Linked DNA regions of Mus musculus: region 2 is linked to region 1. A link is a contact called in public HiChIP or PLAC-seq data. All regions are on one chromosome and are shown on one strand. Each heading gives the region's core, a stretch centred on a gene start, on an enhancer-like site or on the middle of the called end of the contact. The rest is flanking DNA. Distances are from core to core; before and after follow the strand shown.

Region 1 (7,275 bases), core at 864-3,363:
TATGTGGGCTGCCATCAGAAGGCGCTATCTGCATTTAGGCCTTCTTGCTTTGAATAATCTGAACAAGAAAAATCCTTCACAGAAGCGTCCACATGCTTGGGTTTTAGTTGATAGCATGTCAAGATGACGAGCAAGGTTAGCCACCACCACACACGGCATACGTTCTATTCTGTATACATACAACTTTGCCTTTACCCGTCCGTCAGTTGATGATGTTTTGCTGTTTCTTAGCCACTGTGAACAGTGATATGATAAACATGGAAGGCAAATGTCTCTTCCATGCACCGATTTTGTATCCTCTAGTTATACACCTGTGGGTAGTGTTTTTGGATCTGCCTAAAGCTTTGGGAGAGATTGTTCCACACTAATGTCTACCAACAGTGTGCCTGGACTCCCTTCTACCTTGCTTCTCTGTCACTGCGATCAAACATAGATCAAAAGCAACTTGGGGAGGATTCTTCATTCAGCTTACAAGTTATATTCCATTATTGAGGGAGTTTGGGGCAGGAACAAAAGCAGAGACCATAGAGGGATGCTGCTTACTTTTTTTTTTCCTGTGACTTGCTCAGTACCTTTTCTCTCCAATACCAGGACCACTTGCCCAATGGATGACAACATGAATAGTGGCTGGGCCCTCCTCTATCAATTAGCAATCAAGAAAAGGCCCACAGGCAAATTCAATGGAAGCAATTCAATAGAGAAACCCTCTTCCCAAGGTCCCTGACACACGAGGACAATCTTCTTCTCCACACCACCTGCCTTCTTCTCTTGATAAGAGGCATCTTTGCTGGGATTGTACCACATTATGGTTTCGATCAGAATCTCCCAGAAGACCAGCGATTCTGAGTTTTTCATTTTTTTTGTGAATCAGTGAGTTTTACTGGGGTCACAGGAGGGTGGTGGAGACTTAGTTAACAGGAGCGTGGACAATTTACTAGTGGCTACACCCGTGAAGGAAATGCATCTACCTTGCTCAACAACTAGACACTGCCTATAGATCCTCTGGGAGACATGGGCCTTATGGGTGCCTGGCCCTCCAGGTGCTGCTGTCAAACTGTGTGCTCTGTGGGATAAATATTAATCCAGAGAAGAAGGCAAGGGAAAGGGAGCAGTAAGCTGCAGAGTGAAGAATACAGGAAAGGAGCCAGAATAGAAAACCAACCTGGGAAAAAAGATGTTGGAGAAGTGTTTCCCAGAAGAAAGCAAAGCTAGATGTACTGGCAAGGACCTGTTGTCCCAGAAACAGGGGTCTGGGCCAGCAGGCTAAGGCAGGAGTACTGCAAGCATAAGGCTAGTTGGGCAATTTAATGATACCCTTTCTCAAATTGTTTCTTTACGGGGGTAGAGGTTGAGCTATAGTCCGTAGTACACTTCTTGTCTGTTGAGTGGGAAGTCTGGTTTTCACCTCCCCCCAAATGGACTGAATGCACACAGATTATGAAGATTCATCTACTTTTTAAAACTTGGGCCTTTTTTTACTCTTGATATTTAGAATATTACATAGTCTGTATCAAGCCCCTTGCCAGAAGTATAATTAGCAAACATTGTCTCTCATTCTTTCTTCAATCCATAGCTTCACTGGACACGATTGATCACTCTTTAGGGTATAGGAGGATTGGAACCCCGGGCTCCCCTCATGCTACTTTCTTGAATTGTATCATGAGCCCTCATCACTAGTAAACAGTTTCAGAGAAGGGCATGGCTAAGTTGCACAGCTGGCCTTAAACTCATTTGTGCCCTAGGATATCCTTTACTTTTCAATGTCCCCTGCCCCAGTCTCTCAAGTGCCTGGGGATTACAGGCGCATGCACCAGCTTCGGCTCTCCCTCCTAACTTCTAGGACACCCTCCTCCAGTTTCTCTTTTATATTTTAAATGCTGGGTTTCTCAGTACTCCACCCACTTTGTGCATCCTGACCTTAAACCAATAGCTGTATTACTGACGTCTTGTCTGTACCGCTAACCTCAACTTCTATGAGCTTTTCAACTATCCACATAACACTTCGGCTTAGCCCCCTTTCCATTTATGAACAATAGGGGTGGTCTTGGGCTCAGCATTCTGAAGGCTGGGAGGTTCAAGAATGTGACTGTGGCATCTGGTGAGGGCCTCTGTGGTACATGACAGAAGGACCAGCAAACACAAGCAAGGGCGCGGTTCGCTAACCATCCCGAAAAGCCTTGCGTCTTCACACACTGACAATGGCATTTAAATGTCAATGCTGGGTGAAGACTTTCAGATGGTAGCATAGGACTGTCACACTGTTCCACGTTAGCGTGTGTGAAGTAGCAGACCCACGCCCCGGTCATCTCGGGAGGATTCAGTTCCCTAAGCTCCTGGACAGATGCTGTAGCCGCTCCTCAGTGTGCTGAGACATCAGTTGGGAACACCTTCACATAGGCACCTGGATCTGAGTACCTGAATGCTTAGCTTACATTATCATTCCATAGTTCAGCCACTGCAGTAATTTCCTCACTGGGCTCTTATACCAGCCCTGTTCCCAGCACCAGGCTGGCCTGTCAGTTTCTGGCTCCTCCCAGGTGTCTTTGAACACACTTCTTCTGGCTGATATGATCCTTTCCTTTTCCTTCCTTCCGTCCTTCCTTCCTTCCTCCTTTTATCTTCCTTCCTGTCTTCCTCCTTTTCCTCCTTCCTTCCTCCTTTCTCCCATTTCTTTCTTTTTCTTCCTTCCTTCCTTCCTTCCTTCCTTCCTTCCTTCCTTCCTTCCTTCCTCCCTGTCTTTCTTTCTTTCTTTCTTTCTTTCTTTCTTTCTTTCTTTCTTTCTTTCTTTCTTTCTTTCTTTCTTTCTTTCTTTTTCTTTCTTTCCATCTCTCTTTCTCTCTTTCTTTCTCTCTTTCTTTTCTCTTTTTCCTTCCTTCCTTCCTTCCTTCCTTCCTTCCTTCCTCCCTTCCTTCCTTCCTTCCTTCCTTCCTTCCTTCCTTCCTTCCTTCTTTCCTTCCTTAAGTTAGGGTTTCACTATGTAACTCTGGCTGTTCGGGCACTCTATATAGACCAGGCTAGCCTTGAACTCAGAGAGCTCCCCTGTCTCTGCCTACTGAGAGTTGGAATTAAAGTTGTGTCCCACCAGACCAGTCCCCGGCTAAAATCCACTTTCTGTCTTTCATGGGCGTCAGTCTCCACATGAGGATCGCCTGAAAAGAAGTTTCCTTCCCACTACAGCACCTGGGGCCAACCCATTACTTTGGATCCCCTTTTCCTGCCTTAATTCAGAATGCTTATCACTATGTAACATCATATTTCACCCGTGGATAGACTTTTCAGCTATAGTATAGACAGTCCTGGAAAAAAATTGTAATTCTAGAAACGAAGCCATCGTAACCAAGTTCGAAGGTCACTTATCTCTGTCTCCATGGTACATTTTGATCCCCTTTCTGTTTGATCCTCTTTCTGTTGTGAGGAGCACGTTTTCATATTGACTCTTTCCCCCCACAGAACCGTACCATCAGTCCTTTTGTTCATGAAGATAAATGACCACAGTATTAAATTTAAAATTTACTAAGGACAATAACAGCTACTTTGTATCAGTGAGCAATTAATTCTCCCATATAGCTCACAGAAGAAATCAGCCATTCAGACAATTGAATGTCACCATTGCTGGCAGCATGTGCACAGCCAGCCAGGTTGCAGCAGTGACATTTGTACCCAAAACAATAGAGCAGAGAATGATCAGGGGACTGTGCTGTGTCCTACAGCCAGTGTCTGAAAACAGTACAAATGCTCTAATGAATTTCTTCCACTGGACTTCATTCTTTCTGTGGAAAGGGAATTCTTTTGAGTATCGGGCAAGCAAAAACACACAGTTAACATTCACTCTTTTAAGGCATGCCAAGTAAGGGCTGGAGACATGACTCAGCAGTCAAGAGCACTGGCTGCTTTTCCATATGATCCAGGTTCAATTTCTAGCACACACATGCTGGCTTACATCTTTAACTCCATTTCAGTGGGGTCCTACTCCCTTTTCTGGTTTCCATGGGTACAAGGTATGCACATAATAACACAAACAGGGAGACAAAACAATAACACACAAAATAAAAATATGTGAATCTTTAGAAAGAGCAAGTGCTAAGTAGGTTGGGATTGACAGACCTTGGAAGGTAAAGCTGAAATGAGCCATTGCTGTGTTTCTTTGAATACAGCGCTACCTCTCACTGCTGTCTTCTTAGCCAGCCATTGCGCTCTCCTCTTCTTTCCCCAGGAGTCTCTAAGATGTTAAGCACTCCCTCCCTCCTGCTCCTGAACTGTGTTGCCCCAGTCAGGGTTATTGATTTCCCATTATTCCTAGAGGCCACATGATGCATTTCCATTAGTGTAAACACTTTTAAGACCGGCTTTTATTTGTCCTTCCTCACATCCATCTGCCAGGGCAGGGCATCGGTTTGCTTCCAGTTTGGAGTGTAAAGGAATGATGTTTTCAGGGTCTAGATGTACTGAAGCTTGTTTGTAAAAAACCTACTGCTTCCTCACTACAGCCTTGAGGCAAGTTCTCTTAAAAGTAATAGAGTGTAGTTAACTTTTCAGACCTGCTCTGGGCTAGATTGGTGTTTTTAGAGGTAATAAACGAATACTTACAACTCGCTGATGTATGCTCTCTTTAGAATTAGCTGGGGGAAGTGTGTGGACTTCTGAGAGAAAGTAAACAAAAACACAGTTCATGAAGGAAGAAAACGATCACAAACCACACCCTTGTGGTTAACTTGATCGATCATTTAGGAGACAACGATTTTTCTAGTTTGGGGGTATTTGGAAATAGAAACACATGAAAAACATCACATTCTGGGCTGGAGAGGTGGCTTAGAAGCTCAGAGTGCTGGCTGCAGTTGGAGAGGACTTCAGTTTGGTTCTCAGCACTCTAGTTCCCAGGGGATTCTATGCCGCCTTCTCATCTCCACGGGTGCTAGGGACATGCGTGGTACACATCCATCCATTCAGGAAAACAACATACACGCAAAATAAAATGGATTATTCTTTAAGAAGAAAAGAGAGAAAGTTACATTCATTAAAACATTTCAGGAAAGGGTATGGATTTGTTTTACAGATCAGTGAAGCATCCCTGCTCGGAGTTGGCTAAAACCTCCCTCAAACAGAAAATCAAGAAATCCATTCCCCCTCAATTAAATACTTTACACAGCTCATAAGGTTATAGAACAATTTCTCTTAAGGAAGTAAAAAGAGTGACAATGAAGAGAAGCTATGAATGTGACATGAGGAGAGGGTGGGTATCAGGGGACAGGTGAGGCCAGCTTCCAGCCACCCCTCTCCTGAGCATCCTTTACAGTTACAACCAAGCACCTGTGATGTTCTAGCTTGGCCTCAACATACCTGCCAGACCCCAGTGTGGGAAATAACCCTCCCACAATTCTACCTCAAATGCCTTCTACACTTAGTCTCTGGTTCTCTGACTTAGTTTGACAAGTCTCATAGCTTCTTTCCTTTAAAGGGTGACAAGAAAGATGACTCCAAACATCCTTGATCAATTCTCCAAACATCTTCAGTATTTATTCTTGCCTTTCACCATAGTAGTGTCAGGGTTCTCTAGAGGAAAAGACCCATTAGAAAATATGTGTATTCATGTGTGTGTGTGTGTAATTTATATATGTATATTAAGAGGATTTATTAGAGTGCCTTACAGACTGTGTAGGCAAGCAGGCAGAAAACAAGAGCTTCCTTCTCCCATGTCCTTTTATGTCCTAAATCTGGCTGCCACCAGATGGTGTGGCCCAGATTTAGGGTGAGTCTTCCCACTTCAAATGATCCAAAAATAGGTGGGTCATCCCTCCTTAAATAATTCAATCAAGAAAAATTCCTCACAGGTGTGCCCAACTACTTGAGTTTTAGTCAACTCCAGATGTTCATTGACAGCCAAGATTAGCCATCTTATCTACCCTCGCTAATGATCTACTTTCTTCTTTTCTTTGTGATCTTTGCAAATAGCTTAAACTGCATGTCACTATGTTCAAGGTCTCACTGAAGCTGGATGATAAGGACAAAACAAAACACCCAGTTTTTCAACGTTTCAGATGTTGGAGTGATGCATAATGATCACTGTGCTATTTCTCATACCCAAATCCACTCCGTGCTTCCACTCCCAGAAACACAAAAGGGATCACGTTGCCCTTTTAGCTTTCAGAGCTCATTGTTCACCATTTACACAAATACTTGAGTTCCTACCATATGCTGAGTTGAATTCATGTATTGAGAATACAGCAGTTATCAAAACATGGAAAAGTCACCTAAGCTCCCTGGAGCTTATCTTTCAGTGGGGATGATGGGCAAGGCCAATGAATAAGCAGAGCCTACTGTATAACAAGGCTTCTGAGAATTAATTCAGCCAAGTATTCCTATGGCAACTTTGCCAATCAGGAGCAAGGGATTGTTGGAGAGGAAAATAGCAGGCTCTCTGGCTTCTTAATAAGAAGCAGAAATATCACCCAAAGCATAAGAACAATTCTTCAGGCTGCTCGCTGTCATGCTGTCATCTGGAATCCTGTTGCTAGGACACTGGCAAGCATAGAAGAGCTAAGGACACATTGCAAGCTGGGGAGGTTTTGGGTGGAATGGTGTCCTGTTATTCACATTCTGCATTCAGTTCTGAAATATGCATGAATAGAGATGAGCTAAGAAAGAAATATGCCTGTAAAGTTGACTTTGAAATCATCTGAAGCCTGATAATATAATGCTATAAAAAGGAAGATAAAAAACTATTAAATTGAGGATGAGTTGATGTTTTATAGTAACATTTTAGAGTCTATTGTCAATTCTATCACGACATGACTGCTGCACTCACAAAGTCACTGCACTATGATTACTGCCCAGGACTCACACAAGAGTGGGACTGTCAGCATTCTGTCATATGTGGGCAAGGGACACAGGAAGCCTCATTCTCACCTAAGGGTCTATGTGCATGTAACGGCTGCTGAGGGGGGGGGGGGAAGTGTCTTTTCTTTAGTGGTCTCGTCACTGGTAAGTTGCCCTTCTCCAATAAATTCCTTCCCATTTGTGCTTACATAAGCAACTAGAACTCAACTCAGTGGGTTATGAAAGCAGCCATCAAAGTAGGAGAATTTATTGGAAAGAAGGGCTTCTGTGGGGGGAGAGGACGAGGGAGGAATGAACAAAAGTCACTACATATGTGAATAAGACTGTCAAATAGTAAACCAGAAACAAGGAAAGTTTCTACTTATCAACTTTTTAGTAAGACCTATTCTTTCCCTTAATTACCGCAAAAACCAATTGATCAATCATGAACCCAGAAAATCG
Region 2 (7,205 bases), core at 3,363-5,862, 460 kb after region 1:
CCACAGCCATAGCCCTGAAACTCACAGGCTCTCACTATAACAGTTAATTTTCACTGTCAACTTAACTGAATTTAGGATTACCATAGATTGTTTGTGTCGGAGAGGGTATGTCTCAATGAGGTTTCACTGAGAAAGACCGGCCCTGAATGCAGGTAGTCCAGAGACTATGGTCTCAGGGTGAATACAAAGAAAAATGGGATAGAGAGTCCTGAAGGTCAGCGTTCATCCCCCTCTGCTTCCTCCACACAGGATGCCTCACCCTCTCCATGCCTGACCCTCACCGCCATGCTCCTTGCACCACAGACACAGCCACTCTCATCCCTGTGTTTTCCCCTTTGAATTGCAAGTTGAAACTAACCATTCCTTCAAGTTGCTTTTTCAAGTGTCCTGTCACACCCATGAGAGGTGTAGCTCACACACTGCTGGAGACACGCCCTCATCACCCCCTTGAGCTCTAACGAAGTCACCCACCAGTGTCACTGGCCTGCCACCAAATACCTAGGAATGCCTTCCCTTCCAGATGTAAAAGTTCTTTAAGAAGAATCACTAAGATTACTTTCAAGTTACCAAGGAAGGGGGAAAATGTTTTGATTTTATCTGTGCTTCGGGGGTTAATGAGATTATGCAATCTACCAACACTTCAGAAGGTATTTTCCTAAGACGGCAGATGAGATTATCTATTTTGGGAGCCTGGACAAACTGTTATGATCAAAGAGCTGAAACCCATGCTAAGTTTGTGTGTATGCTTTATCCCTTATGATCTCTCATGTACACAGAGAAAATAAAATTATTATGATCATTATCTGCCAAAACACGAGCGAGGCTCCAATGCTAGGAAGGGAGAATCTATTCGCTGTTTTAATAGTCCTTAGAACTGAAACTCCTTACACCTGGCTGCAAGTCTTTTCATTGCCAGTATATGCTGCTGTATTCTTCAAAAGCATAATAAGGGTGCTTGGGACTATGTGTCAGGTTACAGCCAGAAATGACTAGAACCCCAAACTACTGCCCAGATAAATTAAGTAATTATTCTAACAGGCATAATCCAAAACCCACAAGTATTAAGGAATGGTTGGATTTGAAATCTCATTAAATTTTCAAAGCAACTGTAAATCAAATTTTAACAACACTAAAACAGTGCTGCAGCATTATGGTGGATGTTCCAATAAAAAGTGATGATTTGGAAGTATAACAAAATGTTAAATAGTAGATTTGTACTTCACAGTAGTTTTTAAAAAAACATTCATAGTTTAAAATATTCATAGTTTCAAAATACCAAAATACATGTATATCAGAAACCAGAAAGAGAAAATAAAGTAACCAAAATGAAAAATACTAAATAAGTAAAAAGTCATGAGGCCAACGTGTTTTGAGATTTCTTATTTCAAAGGGATGAGACAGGTAGTTTTGCTATCTGTTGGAGAAGCAATCGATGGCTCAGAAATCACTTCACCTTGTTTAGAATGTATCTGGTAGCACAGAAAACTTGTACGTGAAGTTTGTATGAAATCTGGGAGCACCTCACAGATTTTTTTGATTTGTTTCTATTCTTGCTATGACATTTGACACACTATATCAAATACTGGCAGCATTCTCAATTCACTATAAATGAAACCTCGAAACTCTTCCCGGTCTGAATGCTCTTGTCCCTCTAAGCCCCGTGGGATCCAGAGAAATAGCACAGCTCAGGGCTGAGTTCTTATCAAACCTGCTGCTTGCCTGGCGTCTGAGGAAAGACCTTGCCAGGGAGACGCAGAACCACACATCAGTCACTTGTCACTGACTTCGGAATTCAAATCTTGTAAGAGAAGTTACTACAGTGCAATCAATACATCAGGAACGCAAGCCTTACAAGGACACAGCGGACAGTAAATAGCGGTTCAGACACAAAGAGACTTAAGGTGGCAGGAAGTGAACTTTTGCATCTTTGAATGAAAACTATTTGTGAAGCATTTGCTCTTTCTAGTATTGAGCTCGGTATTAGCTAAAAAACAAAAGAAGTTCACTGTTGGAAACTGACATCCACCAACTGAGCACAATTCAAAGAAAACATATGACATTAGCCATGGTTATTTTTTTAATCACAATGCATACCTTAAAGAAACTGGCTATTTATGGCGAAATAAATATTGTTTTAAATGAACCAGAAAAGAAACTGATACCCTAAGACTATTACCTAGAAACCGTCATACTGTTCAATATATAATTGTCCGATTGTCCCACATAAAATGTACATTTCTGGTTTCTACTTGTGACAGATGGACACTTTGTATAGGAAGTACCCTTAGGAAGGCTAAAGGGAGCCTTTGAGGTTATCATAACAATTCATTACAATGCAGACCATTATTGGAAACTTGGTTTGTTATGCTTTCTATTTACCAAAACTATCAAGTCCTAAAATATTGAGTTCCTGTTCTAAGAGACTAAAATTGAAAGATAGAAATAACACAGAGAATGAGTCTAAAGCCTACCCCTAATTACATTTCTATTCAACTGAATTTTTGCTGACAATTGAGCTCTATTTCCTTGATTACATTTAGCTATTGTCTTCAGTATCCCAGCCCCACCCTCCCCAAAGCATCTCGGAGTAAAGAAAATATCATAAACACTCGTTGCAATAAAAACACTCATTAACAACCTTAACTGAAACCCATTTTTAAAGAGCTTACGTTTTAATTTATTATGAACACAAATTCTTCTTAAATGCAACACATGTCAGTTTTTCCCTCTCCCTACAGAAAGCTCAAGAGCTGCTGTCCATGGTGACATGCACTGGCTGAATGAGGCAACAGCGCCACCACAGAAACATCCAAGTTGCCTACTATGTCTGCTTCTTGATGGCAGATGTGCTGGGTTGGTTGCATTTTGCATCGCCAACGTTTCAGTAATTATCAGTTGCATTTTGATGGCAATTTGAAGCCATAGCTCCCAATAGCAAAAGAAACACATAACACACACACACACACACACACACACACATGTATGGTGGTGGGAGGATGCCTTGATCTTCAGGATACAGGGCATCCCCAGTGCCTCTTTTTAAATTCCATCTCCTTGGACAGTTTAGCCCCCTTTTACACCCTCGGGCTAAGCACCTTCCCACAAGGCGAGAAGTTTTCAAAAGCTTTACTCAATCAATTTGCAGGCTGGCTTTTTTTTTTCTGAAATTTTGTTCTGACTAAACAGTATATTCAAATATGATTTGAAGTCTGGACAGTAATGAATAGCCAATATCCACTGAGTTCAAAAAGAAAAAAAAGTTTTAAAATTCTACACGTACAATTATGGTGATATAGGGCTATGCTTCTGTGAACGTCCCCTTGAAATGATTTCAAAATAATCGTAGCAGTAGCATTGCCTTCCCCTCGCCGCTGATCGGCACGGGAGAATGGGGAGCGCTCCATGGTAACCGTGCTTCAAGTACAGACATGTGCAGTAAAAATACCATAAAGGAATTCCTCTGGTCAGGCACCACAGCGCCGAAACTTTGGGAGGTCAGTATTTTAACCAAGATTGAGCTATCTTGTTTCCTTCCCAAATCCATTCCACCCAAATGAGGCGTTTGTGTTACAATTTATTGTTCCCTAGACGCCCAAATCACCCATCTGCCTCTGGAGTTTCTAGTCGGTAATTAAGGCACTATCCATTAGAACCACCAAGTGCACCAAGTAAGGAGGAGGAAAAGGAGTGCGAGGGGGAGGAGGGGAGGAGAAAGAACCCACTTAAAAAGAGTCAGACCCTGAGCTCACAGAGACCCCCTCGCCCCAGCTGGGACTCTCCGCCCGCTCCGTGCAGCGTGCAGCGCCAAGCCAAGTTACCAGAAGCCGCAGAGCCAGCTCCCCGCAACACACATGGGGCTCCACACTGGGCCATACCTTGGAAGAGGAAGGCTTTCGTCCCATTATGCAGTCCCGGGACTTGGCGCACTCCATCTGTAGACTCCCCAAGTTCTAACTCTGTTAAGACGTCAATCTGTAGGGAGGGGTCCACACCAAGCCCCCAAACTGGTGGGAGTGGGGAAGGGTAGGAAAGAAAGAAAGAAAGGGGGCCATTAAAACGCAAGCTTCTACAGCAGCAAAGAAAGCACGCGTCTTGGCGACGATATTGGAAGTGCTGACAAGAGGCAACTCGCTCCTCCACAGGGAGAGCCTTACCTGGACGCGCTGTCAAGCTTAAAATAGCAGAGCGCTGGGTCCCATCTCCTGACCTACTTTAAGCCCCTCTCTGTGCAAAGTTCCCCCTCAGCCACAGACCCTAAGGGTGTGACCCGCCTCGCTGTCCCCAGGACAAGCACAGAAAGGACCCAAATGCAAATCCTCCAGAGCTCCCCAATCCAGAGGGACACCGGGCGGCGACCCCATGGCGGGGAACATCCCGGCCCTGCTCGGCGGCCACTCACCCGCTCCAAGCCCGAGGATCACGCAGAACGTTCTCAGTAACACCCGGGATTCCATGGCGTGCATCGTCTCAGTCCATCGTCTCCCTCTTTAAAAATAAAGATAAAAACCAAGAGGTGCTGGGAGTGAAGCGGGAAAGCCGCGCTGGCCCCTCCTGCGACCGCCTCGGCGTCGCCACCCGGGCTCAGACACCTAAGACCGAGCGGGGCGGCCCCCCCCGGGTGCGCGCCGAACTTGGAGCCGCCTCTGCGCGCATCGCTCCCGCACGCGGCGGGCCGCAGCCGGGTCAGGCTCTCGGGGACCTGCGGGGACCTGCACCGAGCAGCGCCCCGCCGAGCCACGCGGCCCGGGCGCGCACGCAGAGGAAGGGAGGCGGCTTCGGGAAAGCCGGGCCGGGCCGCCCCGCACCCGCCCGCGCTCCCGCGCCCGAACCTGTTGGAAAGGCGGAGACAATGGCGAGAGCCTGGAGCCGCCGAGACCGCTCCGGGAGGGCGGGGCGCGAGCCGGGGCGCGGGCGGGGCGGCCTCTTTTTCCCCCTGCACACGCAGCGCCTGGTCCAGCCAGCCCTGCCCGCAGAGGTCCTCAACCACCCTCGCAAGCCCGCAACCGCAGCCTCCGCTCGGGATCCTAGGATCTCAATGCCAGGTGCCAAGTTGATGGGCGGCGTTTGCACTCACCCCCTCGAAATCGGGCGCGTGTCTCCAAAGCCCGGCGAGAGAAAGGACCACCCAGCCGCAGGAGGCGAGGTTGCAAAGAAAGGCACCCGGCCGCCTCGGGCAAAAGAGGGAAGCCCTCACTTAGACACTCACGCTGCACGGCAGCCCCGGCGCAGGGCACCCCCTCCCGGGCGGGAAAAGGAACCCAGCCAAAGCACGCAAGACTCCTAGGTGAAGCTGGACAGGCGCGGGAGACCGAAGGAGATGGGTAGTGAGCAGGGGAAGCCTGGCCAGCCCAGACTGAGAGGCTTTCTGCCCAGGGCGGGGCGCTGGAGAGCCTCCAGGCGCAGACAGCACACAGAACTTAGCCAAGTGCCAGGAGCTGCTGGACAGCTCCAGAAACCTTAGAGTGCTTCCCAAATCCAAAGTCCAGGACACTACACAGCAGCAAGGGTCAAAGGGCAAGGCAAGGGGATTCTACCCACTGAGAAAAACAAGTGTCAGTACGTGTTAGAATGAATAGATGATACAGATAAGACTATGTATAGATGGATGGATGGATGGATGGATGGATGGATGGATGGATGGATGATGGTAGATGAATGGATAGATGAAGGATGGACGATAGGATGGTAGATAGGTTGATAAGTAGGTTTGTAGATACATAGTAAGATAAGTATATTTTTATTAAGTAAAAGATTGAGCCCAGGAAACTAAGAAGCCCACTCACTGTTGACCATACTCATGTAGACTTTACTCACCCCCCCTCCTCATACATTCTTAGGACTAAAAGAGTGGGATTATTTGTGATTATTAGAAGACTGAATAAATAAATTAAACATCAACGACGTGTATATTTTTCGAGTGCTACCTAAATTTTGCATTGAATTTTTAAGTCAGTTCTCTTCCATCATGGATAAGTTAGTTTCAAGAGTGAGTAAAACACCCATCTGTTTCTAGAGAGCTCTGAGTCCTCCTCCAATTAATCAGAATCTGCTTTCAACAAGACCTGAACCAAACACAGCAAGCCATAGGCAATATGAGATGTCACACACTGCATACATCATTGCTACACACATCACAGTAGTGATGGGGAGACACGTCTACCTAAGTTCTTGGAATATTTAACGGGGGATAAGAATTTTGAAACTTTATCGATAGTATTTATTAATCCCCCTTAATCAAAATTTTCACTAAATTTTAAGACAAAATCTTACAAACTTTGAGAACTATTCCAATGCTCCCATGTAAGGATTGGAGGGCAACATCTCAAATTTGCTAAAATAAAATAAACGAAAAGGAAACTATTTCTTGTGCAGCTTAAAGATCTTTCTACAATAGTATATTCAAATATTGATCAATATAATATCAACATATACCATATCAATATAATATCAAATATAATATCAATATAATATCAGCAATGGCTACATAAAATGTGTATCAATGAATAGTGCTATTTAAATTATGGTTGGAAGAGAAACAAGAGGGATGTGAGTAGAGGCACATGCCCAGTATCCTCACAACACTCCTACCTGTGGAAAAGGAGGAATTAGAGGGTGGATCCGAGTGAAGCAGTATAAGAAGATCGATGAACCAAAGAGTTGCAGCAAACTCTAGTATGGAAAGGGAAGCAAGCAAACAACAAACAAAAACCTCTCTTCCAGAGAGCAGTGTTGGCATGAACTTGGTCTAGCACAGTAGATTCCCTTTAGAGTCCTAGAGAAATATCCAATAACAAATCTCTCATGTTTGAACCAGCAAATCTTCTGATTTATTACCTAGGCAATATCTATTTAAAAAATAATTAGCTACTAGAGTGCTCGCCCAGCATGCAATAGGTTCTACTGACAGCAGCACGCATTGAAAGATATCATGTAGAACATGTGATCGCAGCATTCAGAAGATGACGAAGACAGGATCAGACTACAAGGTCATCTTCAGCTACTTTGTGAATCCAAGACCAGCTTAGGTTATGTGAGAGCCTGCCACTGCTCCATAGATATGCAAACACATAAATTGGCCCAAAAAAATGAAATTTTGGTCAAAATGGTTGACCACACTAGACTTTAAAAGGGTCCTCTCTCACTGTGAGCACGTCTTCATGCCCAGCACTTTATTTATAAGTGAGATTTACACTGACAAAAGAAAT

The links. HiChIP or PLAC-seq counts read pairs in DNA pulled down with a chosen protein or histone mark.
Region 2: a contact with region 1 is called in an H3K4me3 HiChIP or PLAC-seq map of embryonic forebrain, with 5 times the contacts expected there. The contact joins the promoter of Nell2 here to the enhancer-like site in region 1. A contact is called at or near these places in 5 of 39 promoter capture datasets (cranial neural crest, hippocampal neurons, liver and 2 more), 2 of 484 Hi-C or Micro-C datasets (cerebellar granule neurons and cerebral cortex), 7 of 115 datasets of contacts at active chromatin or transcription factors (astrocytes, craniofacial prominence, embryonic forebrain and 4 more) and 2 of 9 other capture datasets (adipose tissue and embryonic stem cells).

What each region holds. Positions count from the first base shown.
Region 1 is chr15:95,062,503-95,069,777 of GRCm38.p6, forward strand. The region is part of intron 6 of Tmem117 (transmembrane protein 117); the gene reads left to right. It overlaps Gm30810 (a long non-coding RNA gene), which reads right to left. Exons shown (of 4, transcript XR_384360.4): 4 at 3,483-7,275. Among named protein-coding and RNA genes, the nearest start is that of Gm30810, 14 kb to the right of the region's middle. Within about 2 kb of position 2,114, at least 3 of the 459 cell types and tissues checked have an H3K27ac peak or open chromatin away from gene starts, as enhancers often do.
Region 2 is chr15:95,523,402-95,530,606 of GRCm38.p6, forward strand. It overlaps Nell2 (NEL-like 2), which reads right to left and starts at 4,613. Exons shown (of 20, transcript NM_001356951.1): 1 at 4,400-4,613; 2 at 3,876-4,004. The coding sequence starts at 4,463.